Regions from separate parts of the Zea mays genome. Here region 1 is linked to region 2. Evidence: chromatin contacts called from public Hi-C data. All regions are on one chromosome and are shown on one strand. The core of a region is the stretch at or near the end of the contact, and the rest is flanking DNA. Distances in the headings are between cores, read along the strand shown.

Region 1 (2,884 bases), core at 134-2,633, 37 kb before region 2:
GTTGCTCGGACACAGACAGACAAGCTTCATGGCTTGGTGGTCCATACCCGGTTAGTCGTTGCCGCTGCGGGACCCTGTGAGCGCGTAGTTCCACGGTGGTGGGCGGTGCTGGTCGGCCTTCGCCGAGCTGATGCAGCCGCGGCGGACAGAGCCGACGACAGCGCGCTGCTCGATCGTCGCCGGGCCGTTCCTGTGGACGATGCTGGTGGAGACAAACACCGACGTCATCACGACAATCCTTCGCATGCATGTTGGCCTTGGCCTGACGTACGAGGAGGACTGCGCGTGACGTACGTGCAAAAAGAGAAATAGAAGCGGAATATGACTTTTAGTTGATAAATAGTAACTAAAGAAAGAAATATGCAAGACTGGAATGGTTCAGGAACAGTTATTGTTTCGATGCAAAACAGTTTATTAGTTTTTTATAAAAAAAGTAAACAAAACCTCCGTCAAAACATGTGAACAATAATTCGTGACCCCAAGTAAGTACAGGCATACATCTAGTAAAAAAACTAATATATCAATCCAAATTGCATTCCCGCATTTAGATATAAATTTAACTAACTGTTACTCAATTTTTACAGATCTCGACTATTACTCTTAACAAATATGACAATTGTGTTCTAACAAAAAAAAACGAAAATCGTTTTTGGACGGATCGAGTGAGTGCGTCGATGATGCGGCTGCAGTGCACGTGATGGCGCGGCCCCACCACGCGGCCGCTTCTTTTCTACTCGTGTGACGAAATGTTGACCAGTGATCGTCGCTGGCGGTGCAGGTAGGGGATATACAATAGAAGGGACAGGATAGACTTTTGGATCTTTAATAGACGAAACGTACGTATGGTTGGTTGTACTGTCACGTACACAACTGGGGCTCCGAATTTTTAATTTCCAAATATCACTTCACTCCAGATCTCTGGACCCATCCAGCATTGTATAGAAGAAATGTGGCAACCGGACAGTATTCTTTATTATTATATAGAAATGCGGTACGAAGTCCGACTTTAAGACGTGTCAACCATTGGTGTAGAGTTCGATTGCAAAGTGTACTACAACATATTACAAATTATTAGAAAAAAATCTCTGAGTCTCAAATTATTTATGTGACGGTCCAATAAAGCGTACTTCCCGTGCAGCATACGGCCACGTTGCTCGTAAGCAGAAAATGAAGCCTGCATACAAATTTGTAGGAATTCAGAAAAATCCAGCTAAGCCAAGCCCGCCGGCCAGCGATGCAGACTTGGCGGCGAGCGGAGCGGCCTCAACCTCCTCCTCTCCAGCTCTCCTCCCATATAAAACGCGGAAGAATCTCGAAGAGACGCCTCGTCCCATCGTTCCTCTCTCTCTGCCCCGCCTACGCCTCGCCCCAGACGCATCAAACCGCTCTCCTCTCCCTCCCTGCCCCCCTCGCAACCCTGAAGAAGCCCCCACACGCAAGGCCGCAAACGCGCCGCGCACCGCAAGGTCCCAGGGAGCGACACGAGGCGGCCTCATTGCAGCATGGCTGCTATGGCCGCCGCTGGCGGCGTCGGGCTCCACCTCATTGGCGCTGCCACGGCCACGCTCATCGTGGCGGTCCTTGTTGCGGCCGTGCTGGGGCGCCGCCGCCGGGCCCGGGCCCGGGCCCAGGCGCCTCCGGTGGAAGGGAAACCCGCGCCGGAGGCAGGCTGCGCGGTCGGTGACGGCGCGGGTCCCGACGTCGGGACGGACGTCATCATCGTCGGCGCCGGAGTGGCTGGATCTGCGCTGGCGTACACGCTCGGAAAGGTGGTTTCCCTTGTCTCATCTTTTTTGGCATGGTTCCACTAGATGACTAAAAGTTGAGAGTTTTTATATTGAAAAAAAATCGGCAGTATCGTATTTTAAATTGCGTACTGCTAGCTGGGCGTGAAGAACTTTTTTTTTTGGCATGAATTGCTTGCAGACCCAAGAACAACTTAGGTCCTGTTTTTGCATGCTTTTACTTAGTTATTATTTTATTATTAAAGACATCCAATTTTCTTTCTGACGGTTCTGATCACGGTTGTTCATATGTCTCAGAGGTAGATTCAGAAACAGAAGATATTGTGGTTTTGTTGCAACTACGTTGGTGAATTTTGCATGTTTGCTGTGTCTGTGGAAAGTGAGGTTTCTGTCGGTGTCACTGTTCCTTTTTTGGACATGGAGTTTGTGTGGCTTATGGCAGTTAGGCGCTGCCAAATTTTGTTGTCGTCCAACTGATAATGGAGAATTTTCCCTTCTCCAATTAAGGGTCTGTTTGGAAGTACCCAGTTTATAAGAAACTTATTCATAAAAACTGATGTAGTTCCAAACATTAATTTATATCCTAGTTTGTAGAAACTGGATTCTTAGTTTCTTTAAAAACAAGAAGCTAGCCTTCCCTAGCTAAAACCAGTTTATGAAAATTGAGGTGGTTCCAAACACCATAAACCAGTATTTTTCCTTCATAAAACAGTTTCTAAAAAACTAAGATAAAAATTGGATTCTAAAAAACTAGGTTGCTTCCAAACAGGGCCTAAATCATTTTGCAATACCTGAACACCCTGTAATGAACTAGTCAATTCTTAGCCACAGCCTTTTTGGATGGAGAATGAAAGACAGAGGGGCGAGGAGGGATAAAGCAACAGCCAAGGAAGATTATACGTTTAAGCCTCAAACATCAGTTCTCTTGATCGCGGACACTAAGAACAATTCTGTATAGTAAAATGACTAGGCATGCTTAATATTTTTCAAAGTGCTATGTTGAAATTGTAAGTTTACCTTGAAGAAAATGTTGCTGGAGGACCTTACTAATTTTTTTATGAACGTACATGGCAGTTGATTCAACACTGTACTGATGTGCCCTTTCTCAACATTAATGAATTGACAAACTAGTTTAGGTC
Region 2 (2,992 bases), core at 138-2,637:
TAGAGTGAGGATATGATGACAGATATGTTGCTAAGGCTATCCAGTGTTGTGTGTGGGGGATGTTGGAGTTAGTAGTCCAAATTATTGAAGGTGCGGGAATGAACTCTGACCTCACCCTCTTATATTCTCGTCTAGATCAAGTAGAAAACGGAATACTTTTGGGTGTGTCTTTCACCAATGGTGCACCAATAATTCTGTGTCTAAGGCCTTTTCTTTTTTTCTTTATGCGCGCACGAGTAGTCGAGTACTGACTGACTACTGACTGCACTAGCTGCGTACTTATGCTTTTTCAGGCCGTATTATTGTCCCTTCTGTTTGTCCATTCTCGTGATTGGACCAGGATGATCTAGCAGCTCAACTAATCCGACACTTGTTAATTCAGTTCATGATTGTTCTGAGCGGACTTCATGTGTATCCAACCCTTAGACATCAAGGTTTATAAAAATTAGCAGCCGTAACGTTTGTGTATATATATATCTTGCTTGCATAAATTATGTAGCCCAACTCGCCCCCGTTTCTTGGTTTAGCAGGCTCTGGCCTAACTAGGCCGCAAGTAGTTGTTGCCGACTATTCGGTTCAGTCCCACTAAATAAACAAAAGCACTACACACGCGGCGCTAATGATATAATCTCCACACAGCGAGAGGGGAAATGCGTCGTCGACACTTGGCACAAAGGCAGATCATCTCATCTGCTGCTTTCTCTCGAGAGCGCTGTGGAAATCTGCTCGCTCATGCATGCATGTGTGTGGGAACGAAATCGCCACATTCTTCACAACTCAAGAAGGATTCCGTGTGATAAGGCAGCATCTCGGGATCGATTTGTCCATGTGCTCAAAGCGTCTCTAGATCAGTCGCAGGCGCCGCCAAGAGGAGACGAAGACGCGGCCACGGCACAAGGGGCCCTGAGGAATCCTATGCCAATGCATAGTTTTCAGACGTCGTCGTGACGAGCAGTGAAAACGAAACTGTGATTTCATGTCTGTCATAGGAAAAAAGATAACATCGGTTTATTAGTACCTCTCTGGCCTGCAAAGTGTCCACTGACTCGAGCAAAAAAAAAGAAGTCCTGAAAATACGACTGCGTCCTCTGCGAAAGGCCAAGTTTTCAGTTCATCTTGCAACACCTGGGCCTCTCTGAATCTCTTCAGTCTTCACGGTGTAATTAAATAAAACATCCCGCCGGGCTGTGAATAATATATCAACCTAGCTAGCTAGGCAGCTAGCTAGCAGTTTTGTTTTTACCGTTCACAGATTCTTGGTGTCTTGCGGGAAGTAAGCACACGCGAATGATTGATACATAGCCAACAAGCCGCTGAGATCACGTCGAGATCTTTTGTCTGCTTTCTGTCCAGTTGAATCGGCCTTGTTCGTGGGGCTAATACCAAAGTGCGCCGGCGGCCAATCATTTGGTCATGCAGCATGCAAAGCGACGATGGCATATAATTGCTGCCATATATATATATGGCCCCTTTGGAAAGGGACTACGGCCGGCGGATAACACTTCTGTTTGTTTGGGCTTTCATTTGTTAGGTCAGAACCAATATAATGGCCTGGAAAGAATCCGTCAGCAAATTAAAGCAGCGACGACGACGCACGAGCCGCCGGGAACAAGATCTCGCGATATATGTATTGAGGCGGCATTATCATGGCGCATCGATCCATAAGTCAAACGGGATGTGCATCGCGATGAGCTACTAGCAGGGGGCTGATCTAGTTGCCATTTTATTAACTTTTAGAAAGGCTATGCCTTTGACTAGCTAGCTATGGTGAGGTGGGCATCACCAGGCGTAGGGACAAACTTCTTGCCCAGTGTCATTGGCATCATCAGCCTTGCATGCGTAATCTGTGAATATATAGATATATATAGCGGATCAAAGGGTGCAGTGCGAGATAGAATAAGTAATCTAGATGGGAGCAGGAGCAGGAACAGGATTATGCATGGGATAATTATCTCGGGACATTCTTGTTCAGCGTGCGTAATGTTTTTTTGGTGTTTCTGGAACGATTGATCTGCTGATGAGCGCCTGACAGCATATCTGACCGACCGGGTGATTAACTTGCTGCTAGCTAGAGGAGGATTTCGTTCCGGAATGACTGGCATACGTGCTTATGGAATACGAAACTAGGAAGCGAATGATGACAAAAACATGGCCGAGAAGAACTCGAGATCTGGTCACTATTACACCTGTGTTTTGGCATGTAAAATTGGAACAAAGCAAAAGGCACTGCCTCTACCTATATATAGATGGCTATGCCGGTCCTCTAACCTGGTCAGACTGATCACTAATAAAGCCGGCTAGGCCATCCTTAAAATCTAGCCAAACTGCAACCCTACTCATGAGCTTCATCAAAAAAATTCAAGCCGAGTTTTGATGTCAAACTAAAAGCTTTCTCAGAGAGCTGTACTAAAGATCGACGGGATAAAGTGACTCAATTTCATGAGCCTGGTTACATCTACATCAACTACACCACCAGAGGTAAAGGTTAATGAAAAGGTAATGAATATTTATCCAGCTTATGCTATTCTCTAAGATGTTGGATGATCAAAAGGTTGTTATCGATAATAACCGTGCAACTGTTATTGATATGATTATGAGTTTATGACACGCTTTGATAAGCTAGAGCGTAAAAGAACCGACTATATTCATTTATCGGTTCAAGAGCATGCTAAACAACCTCAATACAACATTTCATATAATTATTATGAAAATTTAGGTCTTTATGTGGCAACTAACGTCCAAATTGTCCTCTTCACCATTTAAAACCGACAGAACCAATTTAGGTGGAGCTAGCACATCTGTGCCAATGACCGCTCAAGCGTTCCTAATTCAAATTGAAATATGTGAACCAAATATGAAACAACGGTGAATCTACCTTCAACGGGGTATAATAAGTTTCTACCTAACCCACCAAAGTTGCATAGTTAGAATCCTATGCTTAATAACATGCATGTAGCTCCCATTGTCTATTTTAATGAAACATTGAATTAGT

The links. A called contact is a pair of places that touch in the nucleus more often than the background predicts.
Region 1: a Hi-C map of bundle sheath shows a contact between it and region 2, with 1.8 times the contacts expected there. The contact joins the promoter of LOC100285558 here to the enhancer-like site in region 2. A contact is called at or near these places in 7 of 25 Hi-C or Micro-C datasets (bundle sheath, ear, endosperm and 2 more).

The regions. Positions count from the first base shown.
Region 1 is chr9:151,022,039-151,024,922 of Zm-B73-REFERENCE-NAM-5.0, reverse strand. It overlaps LOC100285558, which reads left to right and starts at 1,383. Exons shown (of 8, transcript NM_001372303.1): 1 at 1,383-1,769. The coding sequence starts at 1,503.
Region 2 is chr9:150,984,651-150,987,642 of Zm-B73-REFERENCE-NAM-5.0, reverse strand. No RefSeq gene overlaps it. Among protein-coding and RNA genes, the nearest start is that of LOC103639392, 25 kb to the left of the region's middle. Within about 2 kb of position 1,387, at least 6 of the 20 cell types and tissues checked have an H3K27ac peak or open chromatin away from gene starts, as enhancers often do. A contact at or near this core is called in bundle sheath, where this site is marked.